2 separate regions of the Oryctolagus cuniculus genome follow, and region 2 is linked to region 1. Evidence: chromatin contacts called from public Hi-C data. All regions are on one chromosome and are shown on one strand. The core of a region is the stretch at or near the end of the contact, and the rest is flanking DNA. Distances in the headings are between cores, read along the strand shown. Region 1 overlaps FAIM2 (Fas apoptotic inhibitory molecule 2). Region 2 holds the start of ASIC1 (acid sensing ion channel subunit 1).

The links. Hi-C and Micro-C count contacts between places; a contact is called where the count stands out from the background.
Region 2: a contact with region 1 is called in a Hi-C map of an unstated tissue, with 4 times the contacts expected there. The contact joins the promoter of ASIC1 here to the enhancer-like site in region 1. A contact is called at or near these places in 2 of 6 Hi-C or Micro-C datasets (ear pinna and an unstated tissue).

The regions. Positions count from the first base shown.
Region 1 is chr11:53,212,400-53,219,307 of mOryCun1.1, forward strand. FAIM2 (Fas apoptotic inhibitory molecule 2) reads right to left here. Exons shown (of 12, transcript XM_002711124.5): 12 at 5,058-6,605. The coding sequence ends at 6,456. Among named protein-coding and RNA genes, the nearest start is that of BCDIN3D, 21 kb to the left of the region's middle. Within about 2 kb of position 3,577, at least 2 of the 8 cell types and tissues checked have an H3K27ac peak or open chromatin away from gene starts, as enhancers often do.
Region 2 is chr11:53,392,183-53,398,840 of mOryCun1.1, forward strand. It overlaps ASIC1 (acid sensing ion channel subunit 1), which reads left to right and starts at 2,848. Exons shown (of 12, transcript XM_070052211.1): 1 at 2,848-2,985; 2 at 3,808-4,185; 3 at 4,723-4,918. The coding sequence starts at 3,824.

The DNA.
Region 1 (6,908 bases), core at 2,327-4,826:
TTCCTTTTGCCGCTGGTTCACCCTCCAATGGCCGCCACGGCTGGCACGCTGCAGCCAGCGCACCGTGCCGATCCGAAGGCAGGAACCAGGTGCTTCTCCTGGTCTCCCATGGGGTGCAGGGCCCAAGCACCTGGGCCATCCTCCACTGCCTTCCCGGGCCACAGCAGAGAGCTGGCCTGGAAGAGGGGCAACTGGGAAAGAATCCGGCGCCCCGACCAGGACTAGAACCCGGTGTGCCAGCGCCGCTAGGTGGAGGATTAGCCTATTGAGCCGCGGTGCCGGCAACATTTTCTTTCTTTAAAAAATGTAGAGAGAGAGAGAGAGAGAGAGCGCTCCCATACACTGATTCATTCCTCAGCTGTCCGCAACAGCCAAGACTGGGCCAGGCCAAAGCCAGAAGGTAAGATCCAATGCAGCTCCCTATACTTGAGTCATTGCTACTGCTTTCCAGGGTCTACGTTAGCAGGAAGCTGGAGTCAGGAGTCAGAGCCAGGTCGTGAGATGTGGCTGTGACATTTTCAGCTTCTCCCCCGTCTTCTCAATTTTCCTCAAGGCCATTCCAGCTTTCCCACCTTCTCACGGCGGGGGGAGAGGGGATCTGTCACGTGTCTCCCATTCCCCAGGCCAGTGATAAATGTTTCAGGTGCCTCACTTCCAGGTACCAAATTCTGTTGCTGCTCAGTGAGCAACTTCCAAGTTGGTGGCATAAAACCGCAACTGTTGCATTGTGTTCTCGGAGTCTGTGGATCAGGGATTTGCACAGGGTGCAGAAGCGGTGGTTGCCTGTGTGCTTTGTGAGGTCTTGGACCGAGCGTGGGAACACGCCAACAGCTGGGGGCTGGGGGCTGGGACACCTGAGTTCAGAGAATCTCTTTTGAGATGTCTTACTCTGCACAGGACTGCTGCCTTGGCGGACAGGTGGGCATGGCTGACTGTGAACTTACCGAGGCACAGCAGCCCCAGGGCGGCTAACTCCTTATGCAGTGGAAAAGCTAATGAAGGGGAACAGAAGTGCCGTACGACGGGACCAGGCTCAGTCCTCTCTGCAGGGCAGAAAGCAGAGCCCCTGGAGGAGGAGTGTCTTAGCCATCTGGGGGTGCACTGGGTGTGTGTATGGGAGCACACATGTTTGCTGGGAGTAGCCAGATGTGAGCAGAGGCAGGTGGCAGGTGGCAGGGTCGCTTGGCTCTGGAACCCTCCAGCCTCACTGGCGTCTGGAAATGGGAAGAAAGAGGTACATGGAGGTCACCACCTGGGGTAGTAGCTGCCAGAAGGGAATGGATGGTGTCCTGGGTTGGACAGTGGCCCCCACCCCCTGTTCCTGCAGAGAGATATGTCCGAATGCTAAATCCTTGTACCTGTGAATGTGACCTCTTGGGAAACTAGGTCTTTTTTCCAAGTAAGGATCTTTTTTTGTTGTTGTTGTTAAAGATTTATTCATTTATTTGAAAATCAGAGTTACACAGAAAGAGGAGAGGGAGAGGGAGAGGGAGAGGGAGAGGGAGAGGGAGAGAGAGAGAGAGAGAGAGAGAGAGAGGTCTTCCATCTGCTGGTTCACTCCCTAGATGGCTGCAACTATCAGAGTTGGGCTGATCTGAAGCCTAGAGCTTCGTCCATGACTCCCACATGGGTGCAGGGGCCTAAGGACTTGGGCCATCTTCCACTGCTTTCCCAGGCCATAGCAGAGAGCCGGATCGGAAGTGGAGCAGCTGGGACTAGCACCAGCACCCATATGGGATGCCGGCACTGCAGACAGCGGCTTTACCCATTATGCCACAGCGCCAGCCCCCAATTAAGGATCTTGAGATGAGATCATCATGCTGGATTCATGGAGGGCCTTAAATACAGAGACAGGTAACCTCAAAAGAGAAAGGAGAGGTAGATTCAAGACACAGAGGAAAAGGCCCCATGAAGATGGAGGCTGAGCTGAGAGAAGCACCAGGGGCTGCCGGCAGCCGGAGGAGCAGGGCCCACCAGAAATCAACCTGCTGATGCCCCATTCCAGGCTCCCAGCCTCCCCCAACAGCGGCAGAATGAATTACCTGCTGTTCTAAGCTCAACAGGTTGTGGGAAGTTGTTAGGGCAGCCCCAGCAAACTAACAGCAGTAGACTGGGTGGGAGAGTGGGGAGGCTGGGGGGGGGGGCTTCGGAGGCAGGGGGCTGCCACATCCCCTCCTTCCCACCTGTCCCGCCCCTCCGCGCTGATCCAGGGGCTGCCTCCTGCCATGGTGCCCATCCTGGTACTGCTTTTCTGCTGCAGCAGCATGGGGCAGCGTGGACCTGGGACACTCGCTGTGCAGCCTGGAGCCTCTGCACCTGCTTCCTGTCCTGGGACATGACCGGCATCTCCTACTCCCAGGTCTAAAGTTGGATGAGTCACAGCATCTTCTGCCACTTAGGTAAAAAGGAAAAGGGTTGGAGGAGATTCATCCATTCATCCAGGGGTTCCTCCATTCACCCCAAATTGCTTACTGAGACCATGCATTCTAAATCCAAAAGAGAAGTTGCCCGGCTTTGAAGTTGCTGTTCCAGGGGCTCTGTCCAGGTGTGACACAGGCTTTCCTTTGAGAGAAAGCAAGGAAGAACTGGGGCAGGCGTTTTAGTCTGGAGGTTAGGATGCTGGTTCCTGCATCCCACATCCAAGTCCCAGCTCCGGCTCCGGACTCCAGCTTCCTGCTAACTACTTGGGAGGTAGCAGTAGGTGGCTCAGGCAGTTGGGTCCCTGCCACCCACATGGGAGACCTGGATTGAGTTCTTGTCTCCCGGGGCATTTGGGGAGTGAACCCGTTGATGGAGTTCTCTCTCTCTCCCCATCTCTGTCTCTCTGCCTGTTAAATTAAAAGATAAAACAAAGACAAGTCAGAATCTTCTACCAGAGCTGTCCAAGAAATAGGCTTCCATGGAAAGGAGTGTGGTCCCTGTCCAGAGGGGCTTCTCTGGGGACTTTCCTCACCCAGGATCCTAAAATCTACATAAAGGGTTTATTGGGAAGGAGAGCCCTGTTGCTTTTTCTACAGAAAAAGGCAAACTTAGCTACAGTGGATGGCAGCGCTGCGGCGGGAAAAAAGGATCAGGTTCATGTGTGCTAAATGTTTTTATTCCTGTCTCCAGTGGGACATGAGCACTCCCCCCTCCCCCGATGGCGAGGCCCCAGGGAGCAGTCACTGGTCTCCGGGGACCTCGGAGCAGCGCAGGTCAGGACAGCAGCGGCGTCTGCACTGTGGCCCACAGGGTCCGGGGCGCGACACGGGAGGGGGGGGCTCTGCCTCAGACCCTCAGGGCAGCCGCCCAGGGGAGGGGGTGGCTCAGGGTTGGTTTGGGGCACCCAGGTGAACGGTGACTGAGAAGATGCGGCAATCCCTGGAACATAGGGGACACAGCTGGGGCTGCTGGGAAGTCAGGTCTAGGACGGTCTGAGGAAAACTGCAACCAGATCCGGGCCCCCACCTCCAAGGCCCCCCCCCCTCCCCCCGCTCTAAGGCCCCTTCGGTTTCCCTCCCTCATAACCAGACCTTGCATTCCCTCAGGAAGCCGCGGAGGGGCAGCAGAGAGCCAGCCCGGCCCGTGCTCCCCGGTTCAGCGTGCGGACCAAGGGCCCGTGTTCCCAGGGAGGCAGCCGCGGAACCCTTCGGAACAAGGGTGTCTGTTCCAGCCCCGATCCCAGGGAGGTGGAAGAACAGGATTCTTGGGGCTTCCCCAGCCGTACGGCAGGGGCCACGCGTGTGCCTGGGAATTGGCGTCCGGGAGAGAGGAAAGGAGAGGAACTCCTAGCCACCGGGCATGAGCGGGTGACCTCTAGCTTTGGTCACAAGGCGTCAGGTTCCCGGCTGCCTCTGGTTTTCTCAAATCCAATCTACCACTTTACCGCCCCAGCCCCACCCAGGCCAAAAATGCAAGGGGCCAGCGGCCTCCTGCACACCTGCCCGGCTTCGGTTTCCCGTAATCCTGCATTCCCGTTCCCCCGCCCTTGCTCTGTCCAAGACCACTGCAGGTGTTCTGGGTTCGCCGCTGCCTGGATGCAAGGTGGAAGGCGGGTGCTATGCCCTGGTCCTGCACAGCCCTGCAGGGCCGGAGCCTGCTCGGGACCCCTACTTCCTGGCTGAGGGCGTCCCAGCCCCCCGGGATTTTAACTCTCCGCCTTGGGCACTCTCTCAGTGGGCATGAATTAGCCTAAGAAGAGGAGGACTTGGACGCTGGATGCGGAAGCAGGAGAAAGGCAGAGTTTTGAGTGGCAGGACAGTGGGGGTTGGTAACAACTGAGGCCAGGGGCCTGCGCTGTGGTAAAGCAGGCAAAGCCACCGTCTGCAGTGCCGGCATCCCATAAGGGCGCCAGTTCAAGTCCCGGCTGCTCCACTTTCCAATCCAGTTCTCTGCTGTGGCCTGGGAATGCAGTAGAAGATGGCCCAAGTCCTTGGGCCCCTGCACCCATGTGGGAGACCCAGAAGCAGCTCCTGGCTCCTGGCTTTGGATCTGCGCAGCTCCGGCTGTTGTGGCCAATTGGGGAAATAAGCCAGTGGGTAGAAGACGTCTCTCTCTCTCTTTCTATGTCTGTAACTCTGCCTCTCAAGTAAATAAATACATCTTAAAACAAAACAACAAAATGGAGGCCAGAGATGGGGCAAGGAACCCCTGGGTCACAGCTGGGTGAGGCAGTTGGTGGACAGAAGGGATTTCAGAAGTTCGTGGAAAATGGAATTAAACGATATTTATTTCAGGGCAAAAAAAATTTTCCAGATCCATGGGGTTGTTGTCATAATACGCATTTTCCTCGAACCTTCTGAAGATCCTTAGAAGTGTTCAGGTGCCACTTCTCACCCCCCCCCCAATCCCAACATGGCTATGGGCGGGAAAACCGAACCCCAGACAGCAACAAGCAGGTGTGTAAGAGCAGCAAGGCTGGCATGGTGCAGACACACACACACACACACACACCCTGCCTGCTGGCTCCTTTTCTGCTCACATATCCAATACACACACACACACACACACACACACACACACACCACCTGGCTCTGGGCTCCTTTTCTGCTCACAACCCAAGATGGAACAAAACTGCAAAGGCTTCTGCAATGTTTCTTGGAAACTCGAAGCAGGAGGGTGTGGAGGGCTGGGTGGGGGATGGAGATAACATCTCTGAGGCCTTCCAGGGGTGAACAGAGCACACCCCACCCCCAGGAAAAAGGGAAGAGAAGCCCCTGGAGGGAGAGGCGAAAGGAGGGCCGAGCCATCCAGCCCAGGCCTCCCTGCCTCCAGCCAGTAACTTTCCACTGGCCCGGAGCTGGCCATGCACACATGCCAGCTGCACGTTCTCCAGGTGTGGCCCCCCAGTCCCCTCCCCTGGCCGAGCTTGGGTGACCCAACGCACACCCTGCCTGAGATCCCAGCCGCCTGGAGGCTGATAAGGGAGCCCTGGCCTCAGCGCATGGGGCCAGCCGGAGGGCCTGGCCCTGGCTGTCAGCATCAGGGCTGGACAACTTGCAAAGGAGATGCAGCGATAAGGGGTGGGGGCGGGGGCTTGGGGCTGTGGGCCTGTGGGGAAGGGACGTGGCATTGCCAACACCACTAAGGCCTTAGGAGGCCCGGCGGGGGGGGGGGGGGGAGGCTAGCAAAGGGGAGCAGGTGGGGGAGGGCTCTGGAAACAGGTACAGAGGGGACTTGGGGGGGGGGCAGGACAAGGCGCCCTCCAGAGGGGGTGGCCCAGCTGCTGCAGCCACTGCCTCTTCCCCCAGAGCCTCCTGCCTGAGGGCCTGCACACCTCTCTCCAAGCCTCAGGCCGGGGCTAGAAATGAGAGAATGGAGGCAGAGGGGAGGTGTAGGACTTGGCTCCACACCCCCAACACCTGCCCTGTGGACACAGCGGAGGGTCACGTACTACAGAGGGTCACTCCCTGCTCTCCAGGGGACCCAGGACGGGCCTTTTTCAGGAGAAGCCCCCTTCCCCCCAACCATGTCCAAACCTCCTGCCCCAACAGAGCTCCGTCACACCCAGGAGGGGAAACCAAGGCAAGCAGCAGAGGCACCGGCTTCCTGCCTCTCTCCTGCAGCCCTGGGCCCCTGGGCCCAAGCCCCTGGAGCAAGCGACTGGTGGGAGGCCCTTCTCTCACTTCATCCCCCACCTGTGAGCATCCCCCCTTCCTTCCAAAGTGACAGTGCCGACCTGTGGCACAGTGGCAGCTCCAGGCGTCCTGGGAAATCCTGCCAGGTCCCTCTCACCCGTCCCTCGGATCCCCAGACTCAGAGGGGCCTTCGAGTGTGACTGTCCCAAACTGGAAGATGTCATTGGAAAGGTTCTCCATGGGGCCCTGATGGTAAATGCACATGCGACATCTTAGGGGCCGGGCGGGGCACATGAGACGTGGGCTGGCGGGCAGCTAGTTTTATGTCTGGTCTTGGGAGAGCAAGGGGAGAGGGCGTTCTGAGGGAGAGGCAGGGGTGGGGGCGGGGGGCGGGGCTCCTCAATCCCGGTTGGTGCCAAAAAGCTGCAGGAAGAAGGTGAAAATGTAGATGATATCCAGATAGATGTTGAGGGCTCCAAAAATATACTCCTCGGGGCTCAGCGAGTGGCGACGGTTACCCATCAGCAACTGGGTGTCAAATGCCAGGAACTAGGGAAAGGAAAGAGAGAGAGAGACAAGTCAGAGCCCGGTTAGAGTGACACTGCCTGCCACAGCCCCGCCGCCCCACCCAGGTCACACCCCCTCCCACCCTTTTAATCCCTTCACCTGCTGCTTGGCTGCTCAGTGCCCCACTCCCCGCATCCCCTGCGACAGCCTGGAATCTGGAACCTTCCCGACACCTCCCATCTCTGTTCCTAGTCAACACCTGCTTACTGGGCACCTACTACGTGCCAGGCAGAAAGACACAGCAGAGACACAGGATCCCTGCGGTCGAAGAGCTCAGGGAAGACC
Region 2 (6,658 bases), core at 1,598-4,097, 180 kb after region 1:
TCCAGGCCAGCTCTCTGCTATGGCCAGGGAGTGCAGTGGAGGATGGCCCAGGTGCTTGGGCCCTGCACCCCATGGGAGACCAGGAAAAGCACCTGGCTCCTGGCTCCTGCCAGGATCAGTGCGGTGCGCCGGCTGCAGCGGCGGCCATTGGAGGGTGAACCAACGGCAAAAGGAAGACCTTTCTCTCTGTCTCTCTCTCTCACTGTCCACTCTGCCTGTCAAAAAAAAAAAAAAAAAAAAAAAAAAGACTCTGCTTGGGACACCCACATCCCATATCAGGGTGCCTGGGTCTGAGTCCTGGCTCCACCTCTGATTCCATCTCCCTGCTAGTATGCAGACTGGGAGGCAGCAGATGATGGCTCAAATACTTGAGTCCCAGCTACCCTTGTGAGAGACCTGGATGGAGTTCTGGCTCCTGGCTTCAGCCTGGCCTAGACCTGGCTGTTTTGGCCATTTACGGGGAGTGAACCAGCAAATGGAAGATCTCTCTTTGTCTCTATCTCTCTGTCTTTCAATTAAAGAAAAACAAGTTAAAAAATCATTTATTTATTTACTTGAGAGGCAGAGTTACAGACAGAGAGAGGGAGAGACAGAGAAAGAAAGGAGTCTTCCATCCACTGGTTCATTCCCCAGATGGCCACAACAGCCAGGGCTTGGCCAGGCTGAAACCAGAAGCCAGGAGCTTCTTCTGGGTCTCCCCCATGGGTGCAGGGGCCCAAGGACTTTGGCCATCTTCTACTGCTTTCCCAGGCCATAGCAGAGAGCTGGATCAAAAATGGAGCAACTGGGACTCGAACCGGTGCCCATATGGGATGCTGGCACCGCAGGCAGAAGCTTAGTGAGCTATGCCACAGCATCAGCCCCTGAGAATACGTTAAAAGAAAAAGTTTTAAAAAGACAACACTTTCTAAGGTTGGAGGCTGTGGTTTTACCGCTGCACTCAAACGCGAACAGTAATAGTTATTTTCTAAGCACAAGCCAACGTACTAAGCATTTTCCATGCATCAGCTCATGTGATCCTCAAAAAGTCATGTGAAACCAATATTATCTCCATCTTTCAGAAAAGGCCCTGCCCGTGCTAATGGGCAGCATGGCCAGGTCTGGAAGCTGAGATCCCCTGGTCCTGACTCCTCTCTTCCCGACTCCTCCTTGGCCTCGATCAGCCCTGGCCTGCCTCCGCCTCACCTCATCCCCTTCCCTCCACCCCCGCTGCTTGCTCCCTCAGTAGCTCCCAGGTGACTGAAGCAATTTGCTGCCATTTGAAGAGGCGCCACGTGTCACTCAGCCTGCCAGTGTGGGGAGCTGGGGAAATTCCAAGATGCTCCAAAGTGCTCCTCCCCTCCCCCTGAGGACATCTGGAATTCAGGAGTCAGACTGCCCCGCGCTTCCTCGGGTCCCTGTTTGGGACCCTCCCAGGAGGATTCCCACTCCCAAATGCCCCCTGAGTGGATGCTGAGTATCTGGGAGTGTGCTGCCACCCAGCGGCTGCCCAGAGACATGACAGCCTGCCGGCACCGCCTGGTGCTGCTTGGACAGCTCCCCAAGCCTAACACTTGAAGAGTCTCCCTTCCTTTGGGCAGCTCGGGCCGCCGTCTGTGGATCCCGACATCCCTACTAGCTCCATACTCCTTCTACGGATCGACAGATCCTTGTTCTTTTCGTATGTACCCCTTACTCGCAGCCCCTCACAACTTCTCCTCCACCTTCTTTCCACTGCGCCCGCCCCTTCTCACGACGACAGGTTCTTTCTCATCTTTCCTCTCCCAGGGCTGCGAGAGCCGCTAGCGATGGAATTCTGGTCCCCCGCACCCTCCGTGTTCATCATCTGACACCATCAGACCTCAACAGCCTCCGTGCTAAGAGCCCCTAATGAGCATCAGCAAATTAACAACTTCCCTTGATTGCGCCTTCTCTGTTAATTGGATAGGGAGCCCCCCCCCCCCCAGGAGGAGGGAGGGAGGGAGGGAAGGAGAGAGGCGAGAGCTGCCGAAGCAGCTCCCAGGCCTGGGTTCAGGGCGCGCAGGGCACACACAGCTTCCCCTTCCAACCCTTCTCCATCCTGCCCCCTCTTCCTCCCTTTCCTCACTTCTGTCTGAATCCCCTTGACCTCTGGGATTTCTCCTTCTTGCTTTCTGCTCTTGCTTTAGAGATTTGGAAGTGAGGGGCAGCAGACATGCAGCCTCCATGGAGGATGGGGTCTGGGCGGCCAGGGCTGTGTGCGTTCACGTGTGTGCATGTGTGTGCGCAGCACAGCACACGGAGGCGGGGAGCCTGTGGGTCAGGGCCCTGGATGCGTGGGCGGCTGCGGGGTGGGGGTGTGGTTGAGAGTGGCGGTGCGGCGAAGGCCTGCGTATGTGCCTGTGTCTCCGCACGGCAAGTGTGACTCCGAGCGTGTGTGTGTGTGTGTGTGTGTGCGCGCGCGTGTGCCACCAGAGAAGCAGCAGCAAGAGGCGGGAGCATCGATCCGAAGGAGCCAGACGTCTTCCCTGCTGCTCGCATCGCGCGCACAGACTCACAAGCCAGCCGCCGGGCCTCGCAGCAGGCAGGCGGCCCCGGCGCGGCGGCGAGCCCGCGCGAAGCCCTCCTCGGTCCCGCTTCCCGGTCGGGCCCGGAGCCGCCCTCGCAGACACTCGCGGGCGCGCACGCGCACCCTCGCCCCGCGCGCCGCGCCGCGCCCCGCCCGCCGCCGCCGGCCGGACGATGGATCCCTGCAGATCCCGGGGTTGAGAGCACCGCGCCGCGCGCCGAGCCCCGGCGGACCGAGCCGAGGCCAGCGGGCCCGCGGGCGCGCGCGGGCGGCGGGCGGGCGCATCAGAGCCGTGCGGGCCGGGCGGGCCGCTCCCTGCAGGGCTCTGCGCGGCGAGCCGCGGCGGCCGCGGGCTCGGGCTCCGGGCCATGAGCCCCTCGGCGGCTCGGCGCTGAGCCCGCCCCCGGCCCGCGCCCAGGACCTGCCGCCGGCTGCCGGCTTCCCGAAGGCCCCCTCAGGTGGGTTTCCGATCCCCCTCCCCCTCCCCTGGCCGCGGGACTCCCCGCGCCCGGCAGCCGGGACTCTGCTCCCGTCTGCCTTGGAGGCTTGGAGGCTGGGGAGGGGGCGGGGGCCAGGCGGGGAATAGGACTGCGACGAGGAGCTGGACTAAGAGGGGGGGGGGGTGCTGGGGTGGGGGAGCGGGTTAGCGTCCGGGGCGGGGACAGCTCGCTGTCGTAGGGAGCCGCGCCCCCCCTCCCCCGTGCATCCACCTCGGGCAGCCCGCCACCCCCCACCCAAGCGTACACACACAGCCTGCGCCTGTGGGAACTGGAGACAAGGCAGGTGAGGACTCGGGCTTCGCCCCTCCCCGAATGCACCCGCCTCCCTCGGGTTTCTGGCCAGGTTAGCTCTTGGGGAGGGATCCCCATTCCTGGGGATACCCTTGACCCGGGTTCAGCCCACGTGGGGGAGTTTTGGTCTCTAGGATGGGTGGACGTTCCTGTCCCAGAGTGACCCCACATCTAGAGGGAACTCCAGTGCCTGGCCGTAGGAGCATCAGGAGTTCCCTTTTGCAGGGCAGGACTGTATCTGGGGTCCTCCCTGGCCTGGGAATCCTCCGTGGGAGAGCATGCTCTTTGCCTGAGCTGACACCCCCCCCCCTCACCTCTGTCTTTGGAAGACCCCAGCCTTGGGATGTGTCCCTAGGGCAGCCACCTCCGGGGCTGGCACACCAGGCAAGTCTTCCACCCCTTGGGGACAATGATGTCTGGGTGAACACTGTTGGAGGACCCCACAGTGTACTGTCACCTCAGGACACCCCCCTCTCCCCCCGCCCCCAGGATCCCCTGGGCAAGGATGGAACTGAAGGCCGAAGAGGAGGAGGTGGGTGGCGTCCAGCCGGTGAGCATCCAGGCCTTCGCCAGCAGCTCCACACTGCACGGCCTGGCGCACATCTTCTCCTACGAGCGGCTGTCTCTGAAGCGGGCGCTGTGGGCCCTGTGCTTCCTGGGTTCCCTGGCCGTGCTGCTGTGCGTGTGCACAGAACGTGTGCAGTACTATTTCCACTACCACCACGTCACCAAGCTCGACGAGGTGGCTGCCTCCCAGCTCACCTTCCCGGCCGTCACGCTGTGCAACCTCAATGAGTTCCGCTTTAGCCAAGTCTCCAAGAATGACTTGTACCATGCCGGGGAGCTGCTGGCCCTGCTCAACAACAGGTGGGTGCTTTCCCAACCCCGTCCCCGCCCCATCCCTGGAGTCCCGTGCTCGCCTCCCTAATCCATCACAGCCCTGCCCTCCAGCTGCACCCCTGCCCTACCCCAGCAACTTGCTGCTCAGAGAAGCTGATGTACTGCTTAGTGCGTCCCATCTCTGATCCCAACACAAGCCAAAGACAGCTCTTCCCCTACCCAGCCTGTGCTGTGAGTAAGTTCTGCCCCCCCCCCCCCCCCCCGCTACTGCGTCTTGAGGAAGCAGACACAGTGTCTTTCAAGGGTAGAGACTGGAATGTAGAAGCCATAGCTCCAGCCTTGATATTTCTGCCCACCCCACCCTGTGTGCTGGGATGCTCAGCCCTCGGACAACCACTGCAGCTCCTTCTGTCTTCTCAAACTCCATGTGGCAGGCAGGTCCTCCGGGCACTCCCAGCTCTTTGCTTGCCTGTGTCCAAGCCGAATCCCCAGGGCTGCAGGTTGAGTACGGGGGCATTGGTGGCTGTGCTAACCCATGCGCTACTCACGCCCTGGGAACTCCAGGTACGAGATACCGGACACACAGATGGCGGATGAAAAGCAGCTGGAGATATTGCAAGACAAGGCCAACTTCCGCAGCTTCAAGCCCAAGCCCTTCAACATGCGCGAGTTCTACGACCGAGCTGGGCACGACATTCGGGACATGCTGCTCTCCTGCCATTTCCGGGGGGAGGTTTGCAGTGCTGAAGACTTCAAGGTGGTGAGTGAGCCCCCAGCTGTGGGTTTGAATCTACCTGCCCACCCCTCCCCATGCCACCAGGCTAACCCCACTGGTGCCTGCTATTCTGGGAGAGGAAATTGTGTGTGCCGGGGATCGCTTCTAGCAGGAGGGGACTTTTGTTCCGCCAAGGAGCACATTTGCCCTGGCTGAGGGTATGAGCCTTAGCCTTACCTCCAGGATAACGGGAAAGAACACAGCACCCACGGGTGCACTCACGTAGGCATCCCACATGTGGCCTGGCGTGTCCTCCTCCCCCTTCTGGGTCATGGGTGTCAGATTTGGGAGGAGTGGAGGGTAAGCTGCTGCCTTGCCACTCAAAATGAGGTCTGGGGGCTTGAAAGAAAGGCAAGCCTCTGTTATTCTACGTTCCAGGCGTACTGAGTCCATATGTGCATGCTAAGAAGCTCCCCAGGGGATCTGAATACACAGTTATAGCCTGAGCAGCACTGGGAAGCTTGGAAAGTGAGGGATGCTTTGTCTTAACCCACAGGACAGGTCATTCTCACCACATCACCCCGTACACACACATGCCAGTTGGGCTTCCTTTTTGCCAGCAAGAGACAGCATCGGAAGAAGGAGAGATTAGCGGGATGCATGCAGAGTCGTGGGGGAACTGAACTGCAGGGCCCTGTGCATCTTAAAATGAGATGCCCCACAAACACTCACACCCCCAGATTTACCTGCTGGATGCAGGTCAGGGAGGGGTCATGGAACTGACTTTGACCTCTGGTGGGCGAGCTGCTCCTGGGCTGGGCACACAGATTCCGAAGGTTAAGAACTGGACAGAGGTTGGAGAGAGACCCACAGAGCTGCAGTGCCGTGCATAAGCGCAAAGGGCAGGAAGGAATGCTCTCTAGGCTCTCCCTCTATGCTCCTGGTGAATAAGCACATGAACTCTAATTCACAAATGCACAGACTGAGGTGCAAAGAGGTAGAATAACGTGTCTGTACCCACGTAGCTGGCTACTGACAGATTCAGGGTTAAAACTCGGACCTTATTCAACCTCAACGCTGCGAGCTCTTTCCATCAATTTTGCTGGCCCTGGAGTTACAGTGCCCACTTCCCGTTCTGGTAATTTCTCTTTTAAGACCCAGCCTCCCTGAGGCCCTGCTTGCCTCTTCCCAGTTTCCCACATTCAGAGCCTCCTTTCTTGTGCCTGCCCACTGGCTCCCCGACTTACCTGTTTCCTCCTAGCATTATAGGGGAAGGACTGCCTTTGTTTGTGTGCAAAGTTTAGAGCCGTGGTTATGCTTTGGGTTTCCTGCTGAGGTTACACAAGACTTCCTAATCTCATTAGGTCCCTGCTCTGCAGACCAGTTTTATGGGCCTTTGCCAGTCCTACTGGAGTAGACCACACTTCTTGTTGAGCAAACTGGCGGGGAGTCTGCATGCATGGAGGGTCCTGGATTCTCCCATTGTGTGCTGGAGCTTGAGACCAGAGGATTCCCTGGGTGCTACCGTTCCGTGTTTCCAAGAATAGCAGGGCTGTGGGTCAAGGTGGAAGTGAAAGCTTGAGCCCTCCCATGTCCAGCACACACAGCACACAGCAGAAGGGACACCTGTCAGTGCTGGATGACAGAGGGAATTGCTTGGCTTAACCTGAGAAGGTGTGACGTTGGGTATAGTTGGTCCCTAGAAGGTGTTTGTCCACTGTGTCCAGAAAGAGCCCCAGGGGTGATGCCAAGAGGTGTTTAGCTTGCAGCAACGGAAATACGGAA